2 separate regions of the Gossypium hirsutum genome follow, and region 2 is linked to region 1. Evidence: chromatin contacts called from public Hi-C data. All regions are on one chromosome and are shown on one strand. Each heading gives the region's core, a stretch centred on a gene start, on an enhancer-like site or on the middle of the called end of the contact. The rest is flanking DNA. Distances are from core to core; before and after follow the strand shown.

The links. A called contact is a pair of places that touch in the nucleus more often than the background predicts.
Region 2: a Hi-C map of leaf shows a contact between it and region 1, with 2.2 times the contacts expected there. The contact joins the promoter of LOC121202947 here to the enhancer-like site in region 1. A contact is called at or near these places in 9 of 34 Hi-C or Micro-C datasets (callus, leaf and petal).

The regions. Positions count from the first base shown.
Region 1 is chrD08:20,969,914-20,977,116 of Gossypium_hirsutum_v2.1, forward strand. No RefSeq gene overlaps it. Among protein-coding and RNA genes, the nearest start is that of LOC107907677, 85 kb to the right of the region's middle. Within about 2 kb of position 4,233, at least 8 of the 9 cell types and tissues checked have an H3K27ac peak or open chromatin away from gene starts, as enhancers often do. A contact at or near this core is called in leaf, where this site is marked.
Region 2 is chrD08:21,533,312-21,540,514 of Gossypium_hirsutum_v2.1, forward strand. LOC121202947 reads left to right here and starts at 4,634. Exons shown (of 5, transcript XM_041099225.1): 1 at 4,634-5,182; 2 at 6,417-6,572. The coding sequence starts at 4,892.

The sequences.
Region 1 (7,203 bases), core at 2,983-5,482:
TAAACACATGGAAGCTATCTTCTTTTGCAGAGCAACATCGTGGACACCTAACATTAGTGGTCACTCTCTTATATCTGAGATTAACTAGTGAAGGGATATAGTTCTAGGAAATCCGCCATATAAGAATTAGGATTTTTTTTTTGGTAATTGTAAATTCCATAATTTTCTGTAGAAATCTTTAGTTTCGGCCTGTACTAAATAGTTACTAGGATCCAAGCTAGCTTCTTGTAATAGTTTGTAGGCACTTCGAACTGTAAATTCTCTAGAGAGTTCCCCTTTCCACACTTGCATGTCTTCACAATTCGTTCTCGCAAGAGGAATCTACAATATTTTTTGAGCGATTTCCTTTTGAAAGGTAGTTGAAATTAACTCCTTCCACTTCTTGTTTATGGTATCAATAAGATCAGAAACTACAGCTAACTCACCTTTGTCTTCTCTGTTTTGCCACATCTCGGGTTCCATCCCTGGTATCCAACGGTCATCCCAGATAGATATTGCGTCTCCTCTCCCGACTCTCCAGATGAGACCATTAAGAAGGAGTCCTTTCGTTGCCCAAATACTTCTCCAGGTAAGAGATGGTAAGTTTCCAAACTGTGAATTTAGGAAACTGGATCTTGGGTAATATTTGGCTTTAAGTACTCTGGCTAAAAGTGAATTTGGGTTATTAAACAATCGCCAACCCTGCTTGGCTAATAACGCGATATTAAACTGATTAAAATTACGAAAACCCAACCCGCCGTTTTCTTTTAAACGCGATATTGTTTCTTTTTTCGACCTACCATGTTTGGCAAACCCAAGTATCTTTTTGGCTCATCTGAACTTCGAACTCCCAATAAATTGACGATTAGATGTCTTTCCTCTTCAATCGTATTTTTGCTAAAGAAGACGATTGATTTGGAAAAATTCACACATTGACCCGAACATCTTTTATACTCGCTAAGAATTTCCTTGAATGCAAGGGCTTCTTTCCTCAACGCTTCTCCAAATAAAATGCAATCATCTGCAAATAGTAAATGTGTTACCTGTGGACCACTTTTGCTTGCTTTTACTCCTTTTAGTAGACCTTCTCTAGTGTTTATTCTCATTAGGCTAGATAGTCCTTCTCCACATATTAAGAAGAGAAATGGGCTCAAAGGATCACCTTGTTGAAGCCCCCTTGTTGGACAGAAAGTTCCTCCAACACTGCCATTGAGCACTACTTGATAAGAAACTGTAGACATGCAGTTAATAGAGGTGACCCATTTCTGATCAAATCCCATCTGCAACACTGTTTCCTTGATAAATCTCAACTCTGTCATAAGCTTTGCTCATGTCAAGCTTAACCGCCATGTATACCATTTTTCCCATTCTTTTTTGTTTAAGTGTGTGCAATAGCTCATAGGCCAGTAGAATATTATCTGAGATTAATCTACCTGGTACGAAGGCACTTTGCGCACTGTCAATGCATTTGTCTATGGCACCTCTAAATCTGTTTACTATTGTTTTAGCCATGATTTTATAAATAACATTGCATCAGCTAATAGGCCTAAAATGGGTCATATTAGAAGGGTTTTTGATTTTTGGGATAAGAACAATATGAGTTGAGCTAATTTGACTGACCTCCATTTCTCCATTAAGGAGGTGTAGGCAGAAAGCAACCACCTCATCTCCTATAAAGTGCTAACATTTCTGGTAAAAAAGAGCAGGAAATCCATCTTCGCCAGGTGCCTTCGTGGGATGCATTTCAAATAAGGTCTCTCTCACTTCTTTTGTATAATGCGCTGTAAGTTTCCTATTATCGTCCTCTGAGATACACCGATAAATTCCTGAGAGTAGACGTTCATAATTCATTTGATTTTCTGAAGAGAACAGATTTTGAAAATAGGATTGTGCAATACTCTTCATCTCCTGAATATCTTTCGTTTCCTGGCTGCTGCTATTTTGTAGCTTGCTTATCCAATTCCTCCTTCTCATTTGCGTTGCTTGACTGTGAAAAAGGTTGTATTCCTTTCTCCAAGTTTTAGCCAATTTAGTCTAGCTTGTTGTTCCCAGTATGTTTCATCTTTTTCAATTTCAAAGTTAACCTGGATCTTTGTGTCAATCATCTCAGCTAGGTTGGAATCATCCCTTTCGGCTTCAATCAATGCTGATAGTTTGGCTGTAAGAAATTCCTTTCTCCCCTGTTCACTTCTTTGCACCTGTTTTGCCTAGTTTACAAGCCCCTTTTTAAAAATTTCCATTTTCTTCAGAAATTCTCCAGACGCCATCCCCCATAAATGTTTAGCTTCATCGAAAAATGAGTCTTCCATGATCCACTAGGCTTCAAATTTGAATTGATTTGCTTTTTTCCGTTGGTCTTCCTTATTTGTGTTGACGAAAATGGGACAATGATCAGAATAAGAGACTACCAAGTGTTCAACTCTTGCTTCAAGAAACATGGAAATCCAACTCTCATTAGCGACACCCCTGTCCAGGCGCTCTTGAATGTTCATTTCTAGTAAGTTTCCTCTCTCTCAAGTGAATCGTCTACCAGAGTATCCCACGTCGGATAGTTGGCAAAAATCTAAAGCTTCTCGGAATAGCTTCATTCTTCTTTCATCTCTTGGCAAGCTTCCCTTTTTTTCGAATTCGAACATTATTTCATTAAAATCTCTACAGACAAGCCAATGGGTGTCTTCCTCTTTATGGAGATTTTTCAAAATAGTCCATGAAGCCTCTCTATCTTACACATATGGAGTCCTATAAAAGCCAGTAAAGCGCCATTTGATATCTCTTTCATCATTAACCACCACCATGTCAATATGTCATTTAGAAAAATTCTGAAGCATAACATTGATATCATTTCGCCATGCGAAACACAAACCTCCTCTAGAGCCCTCCGAATCAACATCAATTTCATTCCCAAATCCACATCTACGTCTAATTCTTTCCATTCGATTTCTACAAAGCTTAGTCTCCATAAAGAAGACAATTTGGGGATTATAAGTCCTCAGCGTATGCTGAAGCCTTCGAACTGTACGGAGACCCCCCAATCCATGGACATTCCAACTCAGTATTTTCATTGTGTTTGGTCAGCTTGCCATTTGGTAGCCGCCGATGATAAATGATTAGGATCCACCATTCTTCTATTTCCCAATATGTTTCTCATCTCTTCTCTTCCTGTTAGATCTTTATTTTTCCCTCCAGGCCTTTTTTTCCCCTCTTCCCCTACTAGAGCTATATCTTCTAGATCCTGATCCATCGCATTAGGGGTTAAATTCTCCTTTCCTCGTACCAGGTATGATGAACCTCCCTCCAAATTAAAGCCAAGAACTGGATCAATAGATTTCCCATATTTTGTTTTCCACCTCGGGTGCTTCTTGCCCATTCTGAAACCTCCAAATTCTGCATCAGTTCCTCCGTTATCGCCATCTCCTTCCTCCCTTAGCCAGATACTATTCATTGATAATGACCTCCGTGATTGTGCTCTGATAGATATCTCCCAGCCCATTTCTGTAATTTCCACTCCAAGGTTCATTTTTGCCTCGTAAAATGAGCCATTATGCCCCAATCTCCCACAATAGAAATATAACAATGATAAACCTTCATATTTGAAGGTGACGTATGAACATTTTCCACCAAAAGATATTTTCTTCCTCCTTTTCAAAGGACGCCTTATATCGATTTGAACTCTAATTCTCATAAAATTCCTATTTTCTTTTCCCAGATATGATACATCATGTTCCATGAAGTTCCCCAAGAAACTAACTAACTGGGCAGCCAAGATTTCAGAAAAAAGGCCAATAGGGACATCATGAACCTGAACCTAAAAAGGTGTCAGAAATGGAGACATGTAACGGATCCTCCCCTAATTTCAATTTGTAAAGGACCAGCAGATGGAACCTTTTAAAACCCTGTTCATTCCATGATGTGAAAGAATTGAAACAAATACTTTTTTCCTCCCAGATCTCGGATTCGTACTCCCTTAACCGGAGGCCACAGATTCGCCATTGTACTTTTCATTGCTGGGAAGTGGGTCGTGCTTGCTGTGAGAAAACATCCTACTAGTTGAGTGGTCTCACCCCTAATTTCCTTACTTGGATCTGTTGGGATGTGAATAATTTCCTCCTGTTCTTCATTAATCGACAATTGGGCTAACTCATTCTCCATACTTTGCAGGTAAAAGTTTTTTCAGCTTTTGTGGGTCACAATTCCTGTTGCAAGAGAAGGACTTACACAGACCACAGATATCGAAGGGCAAAGTAACAAGGAAAAAACAAATAATGAAAAACCTAAAAACTCTTGCCAGTGGCGGCAGACAAAGGCGTGCCAGGGTAGCAGACTTATAATCATTTCTTTTTTTTTTTTTACTTCTAGTACTACAATTAAAAAATAATAATATATAAACAATTTAACACTTCTTTTATCTTTTTAAATTTATGGAATATCCAAACAAACTTTTATTTTTACTTTCTTCTAAGTATCTAAACAAACTTTTTGCATATGTGTTAATGATTTTTATTTTAAAACCAATACTACTTAAATTATTAAAGTAAAGAATTAAATTATTTCAAATCTTGCAGTTTATATTATAAATCTTATTAATATCCATCATAGTTAAATTAGTTGAAACAGAAATTTGCTTCCACTATAATTTTTAACCATATTGTTTCAATTCTTCTACTCTAATTTAATGAAGTAATTCCATGCATCTTCAATTCATGATGGTGTTAATATTTCGCCTTTAATTTGGATGACTTGGCATGTAAGGGTGGATTAGTTTTCAATTATTTGACACATGTAATGTTAGTCTAAAAGACATTATTAAATAAATAACAATTATTATCTACTTGAAAATTTTTAAAATATTTTTTTTTGATAAATAAGAGAAGGCATCACATTGCCTTCTTTCAAATCATTCTTACATTGACATCTCCTAATTTATTTTCTAAAAGTAATTTCCTAACATGGAACGAGGGAATATCGATCATAACTAAATTCACTTCATTTGAGGGACAAGTTCTTGCTAACCAGTTGGCAACCATGTTCCCTTTTCTGTGCACAAATTGGAATTTGATAGCCACAAATTTCAGCCCCTCCTTAATCATCTCCACTTCCACCATACAATCAGTTTCGATAATTACCTTATTGTGAAAAAATTGAACGTCAATAATGACAATGTATCACAAAGAAATAGAAAGAAAAATAAAGAATACAGATTTTTACGTTGAAACTCTTTCGGAAAAAATCACGGGCAGAGGAGAAGATAATTCACTATGTCGAATTCGAATGATTACAAGAGAAGTAGACTATGTCTATTTATAAGTGTGTAAAACCATATTCTAATCAAAATAAAATAAAATAAAAGTAATGCAGTAAGGTTAAAACATCATATTCAAATCAACATTAAACAGAGGAGGTGTAACACTCTTAACCCGTATCCATCATCGAATTAGGGTTACGAGGCATTACCTAACACAACATAGTCTAACACAGTCATTTATCAAAATTCATGTCTACTAATCATATCTCATATACAAACCATACTTCTTTTCCATGCAAACTAATTTCACAATATAATTCATACACTGAAATTTAACCAAGTCATAACCATTCTACTATTAACATTTCGAACCAACTAACATACATCGAATCATATTACATTATAACAAAACACATCCACCAACTAAATCATTACTCAAGCCGAATCTTATAACCAACATTATCATACATATATATACCTCGAAACATACTTCCCAAAAGAGCTTATAACATGACCGAATATACATAAAAATTAGTATCTCTAACAAGCCATTTCGCATGGCAACTTATATACAATTCAAAATTTGTCATAGTTTATACATGCATATGTCATAATATCAAGCTTTTAAAATACCAAAAGGGCGATTGATAGTGTGACGATAATCCTTGACGATCCCTGAGCTCGAGCTAGCTTTATATATCTACAATACAATGGAAGGATGCACAAAGTAAGCTTTGGAAGCTTAGTAAGCCATAAGCAAATAAATCATCTCAATGATATTTATAATTCAATTCAACTAGGTCGAATTTAAATAAATCTCAAACACATATACATTTAACTGTCTCATATAAATTCATATTATCCCATTAAGTAGTAAACTTACCTTATTATTTTATGAAAATATAAACTTCACACAAACCTGAACCATTTAGCTCAAATTCACATTAGGAATTGTTAAGAACACACGGAAGTCATATAAAGCTCGTACAGTGTCATATCCCAGATATGGTCTTACATGTTAACGCATATCGATGCCACTGTCACAGACAGGGTCTTATACAAATCATATACGATGATAATGTCCCAGACATGGTCTTACACGTTTTCTCACTTCGATGCCAATGTCCCAAATAGGGTCTTACATGACATCACACCTCGGAAGTCCTAATATCATGACATTAGTATCCTATACATTTCCTAAGATTCATCCGGAACTTTCGACTTCGTAATTAAATCAATTCATGCACGAAACCAGTCATCCAATGCTCAAATCAATTCGACAATATATATCTATATTTAAATCAATTCAGCAGCATATAACACATATACATTTGAATTCAAAAACATTTATTTACTTATGAACTTTCCTCGTATGGAAACGAACGGATCGGGTCAACTACTCGTCAACTTTCAATTTCTCCTGATCTAAATCTGATTTCTTTCTTTTTTTGATCTATATGAATTCAAATTTAACTCATTTAATCACCTATTCATTCAATTTCATCCAAAAATACCTAATTGGACATTTTTTCACTTTAGCCCCTAAAGTTTCACATTTATTCAATTTAGTCCCTATTTCACAAATACACAAAATTCACACACTTCAATATAATCCAAGCTTAGCCAAATTAATATAGTGCCCCTATCAGCCCAAAAACTTCATTTATTTCACATTTCAACCACTCAATTTGCATATTTCACAATTTAATCCCTATTTGACATTTTTGTTAAAAATCACTTTACAAAACATATTAATCTATCAACAATTATTCATTTTCCATCATCAACATTCAAAAACATCAAGCTATCATCAATGGAAACTCACAAATTCATCAACCAATTCAAAAATTAGGGCATGGGCTAGCTAGAACACAAAACAACGATCTCAAAAACGTAAAAATTATAAAAAATCGAGCTCAAACCTACCTTAATCAAGTTGTGTGTGTGTCGAACCCTAAGTGTTCACCAATGGTGTCTTTCTT
Region 2 (7,203 bases), core at 3,384-5,883, 560 kb after region 1:
TTTTTGAAGCATCGAGGCAAATTAATTTTTCAGCCTAAGACAGTCGAAATTATGTACATTAATTCATAATATAATTAATTTTAATTTTAATCCAATTTAATTTGTGTTAAATAAATTATTATTAATTAATTATGAAAAGTGGCCCAGTTGAGCTGAACCGAGAAAACCAATCCAACCGAGCACTGGGCAGCCCAAAACCGTCCCATATGCTGACCTAATCAGTTTGTTTGGTTGATTATTTGGCTTGCGAAATGGTCCTTGAAGACTCCTTCAAATTGCATTCAAACCCCTGCACTTTTCATGCCTTTCAAGATTTGCCCCTACCTAAAAATAGCATGTTTGAAATCTTCAAACATGCCACATGTGTGGCCGGCCATGGGGGGAGTCTTTGGCTACTAATTTTGGCTATTTTTATCAGCCTTCTCAACCTATAAGTACCCCCATTGGCTGCTCACTTCAAACACATCTCAGAACCATTCGTCTTCACTTCTCTCTCACTTTTCTCTCTTCATTGCTCTTCATTTTCTTCCCCATTCCCTTGTCAATTTCACCTCTTGAAAAAGAGTCATTCGACCACCATTTGGAGTAGCCTTCAAGTGTTCGTGGAAGCCTCAGTTCAACAAGAACAAGCGGAGAAGGAGGAGCAGAGCAAACTAGTCAAGCCTCGGAGAAACACTGAATTTGATTCTTGTTCCTTATCCGTTTAATTTTATTGTTGTTGTTATGAACATGTCTATGAATATTTTTGATGTTTATATGTTTAACTTAATTAATATGGCTTAAATTTAATTCGTGTTAGGTTGATTGCATTTCATCTACTTGAGTTATTAAAAATGTATTTGTGTTGTTATAGGCATCGGTAAGATGTTTGATTAAGTAAAACCTTAACTAAATTATTCTTGCATTACAATTGTAAGGCAACTAATGAATTAGTTATTTAAACGGATTGAAATTGTAATTAATTGACACGATACTTAATCAGTGCATGTTTAATCATCTAAGGTAGCTGAGGGTTAAATTAGCAACGGTATCTAACGATACATTAGCCTTGCATAACTTGCAAGATTATGTGATTAAATTGTTTTAAGGTAAAAATATATTGCTACCTCACGTAATTTTTTATGTGCTTATGAGATTGAATTAATTTTTTGAATTGGCATAGAGATATGTACAAGAGATTATTTTAATTTCATAAGTATGTATATGCATTAACACATTTGCTTATTAAAATTTGTTTAATCAGTTGAATTGACATAGAGATATAGTCAAGAGATAAATGGATTTGGTAGGTAAGTATGTTCATAAGTTAGCAAATTACCGTATTGCCGTGAATTTATTCGTAAAAACATAAACATGATTTTAATAACTCTAAGTTGAGAAATATAATTAATCTAGCACAATTATGTCATCTTGATTAAAATAATCTTTTAAAATCGTGCATTTGAACTTTTATTTTATTTTTATTTATCTTACTTAGTTAAAAATCTTAGTTTTTAATAACCTCCTTAAATCAAAATATTTTTCTTCACCAAAGTGTTTTTAATTGCATTCATAAATAATTCTTTTCACAGTCTCTGTGGGTACAATAACTCGACATTTACTTGTCACTTTATTACTTTTTGTGATTGTGTACACTTGCACATTTCCGTCGTTCCAATGGTGACAACCATCGAATATGAAAAGGGATGGTTTCGACAATCGTTTAGCACACTTTGTGTAAGCTTCGGTAAGGGTTCAATGAAATTCCCTTTGATATTTTTGAAATGTATGAAGTATGTATATTCATAATTAAGTTTATGTGAATTATGTTTATGAAATCTATCTTATCATGTGATGATATTGTTAAGTTATGTGATTAAACACTAATTTGTGTAGTTGGTGATGCTTAGGCTTGTGCCAAGCTTGAGTTGGATTGATTCATATTTATTTTTAAGCTTACGCATTAAAATGGTAATCATTGTTTATGATTTATGAACTTACTAAGCATTATATGCTTACTTTGTGTTCTTTTTCTATGTTTTATAGTTAATCGGAAGCTCGTTCAGGTTGGAAGATCGTCGGAGACCTATCACACTATCACTTTTTGGCATTTTGGTGCTTGTTGGCTAATGTTGAAATGGTTAGTGATTATATGTTTTGAATGGGTCTTTTGGTATGCTTGAATGTGATCTTGGTATGTGGCCATTATGGTAGGATTTGGTATGGAATTAGGTTGCAAATGTTGAGTTGATAAATGGCTAAGTTATGCTTATGTTTAAGTATATTTGATGTTATGTGAATTAAGGTGCCTTTTGGCATATTTGTTGTATGAATAAGTACCATATTGATCTAGTTTGATTATGCATGTTTTAGGTACATTTTTAATGCTTGAAATGGGTGAAAATGACTTGTATGTGTGCGCATGATTTGGGTGGAGGAAATGGCTTGAAAATGGCCTATTTCTTGACCGCATGACCTAAGACACGAGCGTGTGTCTCAGCCGTGTGTGACACACGGCCATGCGACATGACCCTTTGTCCATTGTAGGTTTCAAAGGGTTGCAAGTCAGGCAGTTACATAGCCTAGCACACGGCCGTGTGACCCCTACAGTGTAAAAAATTCCATCTTTTTCCATGAAATTCTATATGATTCCGGTTTAGTCCTGAATCATTTCTAATGTGTTTCTAAGGCCTCGAGGGCTCGAATAAGGGACGTTATGAATGTGATTGACTATTAATTGCCATGATTTATGAAATATTTTGAATCGAATGTTTTAAGTTATGAATTTTCGGTAATGCTCTGTAACCCTATCTTGGAGATGGATACGGGTTAGGGGTGTTACACCAAGGCTTCTTACAGAATTTTCTAAAATCTTGAAGTGAATCAAGGATCTCAATTAGAGGTAATGGAAACTGGTATGCCATGGAGTCACACTATTTCTACAATGTAATCTCTGCCAGCTTTTTCAAAGTATAAGTGGTGCGAACTACTAAGAATTGTGAACTCTTCGTAAGGTAATCCGCAATCACCCACATATCATCTTTCTTTGTCGAAGTCAGGGGAAAGTCTGAAACAAAGTCCATGGGGATCCTTTCCCACTTCCATTGTGGGATTTTAAGTTGTTGTAGCAAGCTTGAAGGGAATTGATGCTCTGCTTTTACTTTTTGACAAACTAAGCACTACGCCACAAAATCTGTGATAGCTTGCTTCAAACAAGGTCACCCATACAGTTCGCGGAAGTCATGGTACATCTTGTTACTACCTGGGTGCATTGTATAAGGACTACTACGAGCTTCACTATGGATCGCAAGTCGAAGCTCTTTGCCACAAGGTACGCATAGTCTTCCACGAAAATAGAGTATCCCTTCTGTATTTAGTGCGAAGTCCCTATGTATTTCTTGTTCTAGTTAGCGAACCCTCTTCGCCAAGATTTCATTTGTGGTTTGCCTCTTCTTGATTTGTTGTGATAGGGTTTGTCTTACTTGCAGTTCTATGAGCAGTCCCCCATCACTTGTTACATTCAATCGCACAAATAGAGCTCTCAACTCACTCATTGACTTTCTACTTAAAGCATTTACGACCACATTTACCTTTTTAGGGTGAAGTTCTATCACACAATCATAGTCCTTTAGTAGTTTTATTCACCATCTTTGTTGCAAGTTTAATTCCTTCCTCGTAAGCAAATACTTGAGGCTTTTATGTTTAGTGTAGATGGTTCATCGTTCACCATATAAGTAGTGTCGCCAAATCTTAAGTGCGAACACCACTGCTGTTGAACCCAGATCATGGGTTGGGTAGTTTCATTCATAAGGCTTCAGTTGTCTCGAGGCATAAGCCACCACCATTCCTTCCTGCATTAGCACATAACCAAGTTCCATGTGCGAGGCATCATTGTAGACCACAAAGTCTTTTCAAGGTTCTGGTTGTATCAACACAGGTGCTTTGGTGAGTAACGCCTTAAACCCAACCTAAATAAAAATGTTAAAACCCGGGCTCAGTCCATCCCGTATTAACATTTTTATATATATTTTTAAAAATATAATATATAAAAAATACTAAAAATATTAAAATAAAATTTTCCCAACAAATTGAAAATAAATTTTAAAAAAATATGTGTACTTAAATAACACTAAGATAGGTGCAACTTAACAACCAAATGCCTTTAAAATAATAACAAAATTAACAATAGAACAAAAATTATACAATAACAACAAAATAGTAATAACATAATAGTGAAATGGAAGCAAAATAATGAAAAAAACAACAAAAAAATAACAAAATAATATTAAAAACAGCAAAAAAAAAAACTACAGTTTATTTTTTTTGCATATTCGGGCCGGGCTGAGCCCGGACCAAAAAAGCCTTACCCGATGGTTGACTCATTTTCTAAACAGGCTTTATTTTTTTGCCCAAACCTATTTTTCGGACATATTTTTTTACCCAAATCTTATCACTTTTTAAGCAGACTTTCGGGCTGGGTGGTCTGGCCCATAAGCAATTCTAGGCCTAGTGCCTAGCGATACTGTAATGTTTACATTTTCAGTGAGGTTTGAAACTTCGAACAAAAACAAAATTCGGCTTCTATTTCTATAATGTTAGCTACATATGGGATGACCCAAAATAAAAAATGGGCTAAAGGTTGATCATTTATTATGGCCATCAGTCGGAGCTCAGCTTTTAAACTTTAACTATGATTTTGAGCCCAGTCGTAAGGATGGATATACGTATCCTTCAAAATTTTCCAGATGACTTGGAAAAGCTGGAGCCAATCGTGTCTAGCAGTGCGAAAAGAACCTGAAAAACTATAAAGTCTAATATATTCCATTATCCTTTTGAGCTTTTGATTCTGATTTCTTAGTATGTCACACCAAATATAGCAAAGGATAACCCCATCACATTTCTTATTTCAAAGATGGCACTCCTCTTCTCGTTACCTCCGCCTTCTTCTCCTTCCTCTTCTTCTCCTTCGTTTTCTTCACATTGTTTTACCATTTCACTCTCTTCCGGCCACCAATCCTGTCGCCGTATCCGGTTTCTGCCAGTGGCAGCTACCACCACCACTCACAATCGTCAGCATTCCATTCCTCTTGACAAGTCTTCGCTAGCTGTTGCTGAAGCGTCGGAGGAGGACCAGCTTTGGGCAGCCGCTTGCCTCCGTGTTCGCTCCTTCTATGACTTCCAGGCTTCCTCCTATGGCATCCATGTGAGACTTTATTTCTTTCATTTGGTTTTCAAAATAAAGAAGGAAAAAGAAAAAAGAATTAATGGGTTGCTTTTTTTTTTTCACTGGAGAGGCATAAAAAAGGTCAACGCCTGAATGTTAATTGTTTGATGAACGATTTCATAGTAATTTGTTTAGGGCATTTTAGAAGTTATCGAAGTTTTAGAGGATTGTAGATATTGATGTTAGTGAAGAGGGAGTTTCGTGTTAGCTCGAATATAGAAATTTTGGTTCCTTTTTGTCATTGCCGTTTTAAATTTGCCATTAATAGAGGTCCTCCGGAGTGTAAAGTGCCTGGTTTTAGAGTTTCATTTGAAAAATCCTTGGGACTGGGAATTGTCGCCTGAGTCTGTCTAATTTCTTTTGTACGCAAACGTGCTTGTTTGAGGAAACTGGTAAAATCATAAAAAGACCATTTAAGAACTATGATTATTGGTTAATCTTATCATAGAAGAAATTTCCGAGCAAAACATGCAGAGCTATGCATGTAATGGGTTAAATGTCCAAGACTTTTCCATCCATAGACATCTTCTAGCTGCCTAGAGATTAAACGTACTCTATGGTTTTCGTTTCGTCTAATTATTACCGATATGTCAATAAATTGGTCTTCCAGCTGATAGAGAGGCCCTTTGCATGTTTGAAACTCTTTGTAATTGTACTAACAAGGCTCTAGGCGTAGACAGTTTCATCTATGGCTTTCCTCCATTAACACTGGATACTCATGGACAGGATGTGCTCTGGGGAGACTACATTTTTGGTTCTCTAGATGTATTTTGTTTGCAAGTTCTTGGGCATTATGAATGTGGGTCATATTGATATTTTCCTTCTTTGAGTGGCTTTTGTCGAAAAAACGTTTTGGTCAAAGTTGGTTATGGATTTAGGCAAAAAGTAGTAGAGTTAATCCCTGTTTTTTTTATCGTTGAGGGAGAGAAATGGAAGTGGTTTTCAGGCAAAAGACTAACCCTTTCAAAGCTGTTAGATTCTTGCTTCTACACTCTTGCATTTTTTGTGCAGCAAGCAGTTCTTGAACTGATATGATTGTTTAGATTTTCTATTGTTGTGTGAGAACTAGTTTTATACCTTTTACTGCAGCATTGTTTTAGTTATAAGGAAACTTGAAAAGAAAGAAAAATGTCTCTTGAAGGATAGTAATTTTTTTCTTTTTTCTGTTTCTATTCCCCTTTTATTATGGTATTTTGTCCTTTTCAAGTATTAGGATCATAAAAGGTACTTGGCGGAACGTGAATTTGTTGCGCTAAAGGAAAGAATTGCTGGGAAGAGGGAGGGATTTAAGAGAGTTTCTTGCATAAATGCTACGCTTCCATTGTCACAATTGTCAAGCTCTGAAAATGATTTATGTGCTGCATGTAAGGTTTGTTTGCCTTCTTTTTTGTTTATTTTTTTCTATTTATAATGCTTCAAATTTTAAATGTCAGTTTGGCGTGTTAATGCTATTGTTTTGATTGATTAGAGATTTTAACCAGATTTAATGTGTCATAGATTCGTCTAGGGAGAATCTGTATTATAATGATGAAGAAAAATAAGGAACAAGGAATGACTTTAAACCTAATTTTTTTGAGTTAGGATGCCTTTTTGTCATGAATAGACAGCTATTAGAGAAGAGCGACATATTAAGTTCTAGATTTGCGCGTCTGGAACCTAATCTGTTAAAAACAGAGAAATGGTAGTTGAAATATGAAATTTTACTTCTTGTTAATACTTTCATTGAAAAAATACATGGTTTTGTATATACAATAATTACGAAGGAGGAAACAGAATCCCTAAAGGTTAATTACACCCCAAAGAATCTGTCTACATCCCTAAGAATCTGCTATATACACTAATTTCATGCTAATTAGTCAACACTCCTTCTCAAGTTGGTATATAGATATCACACATGCCCAACTTGTGGATCAAATTATGATAAATCTTGTTGTTAAGACTTTTGGTAAATATTTTGGATAGTTGTTTGTTGGATGTCAAATGAAATAAGCTTAAGGCAC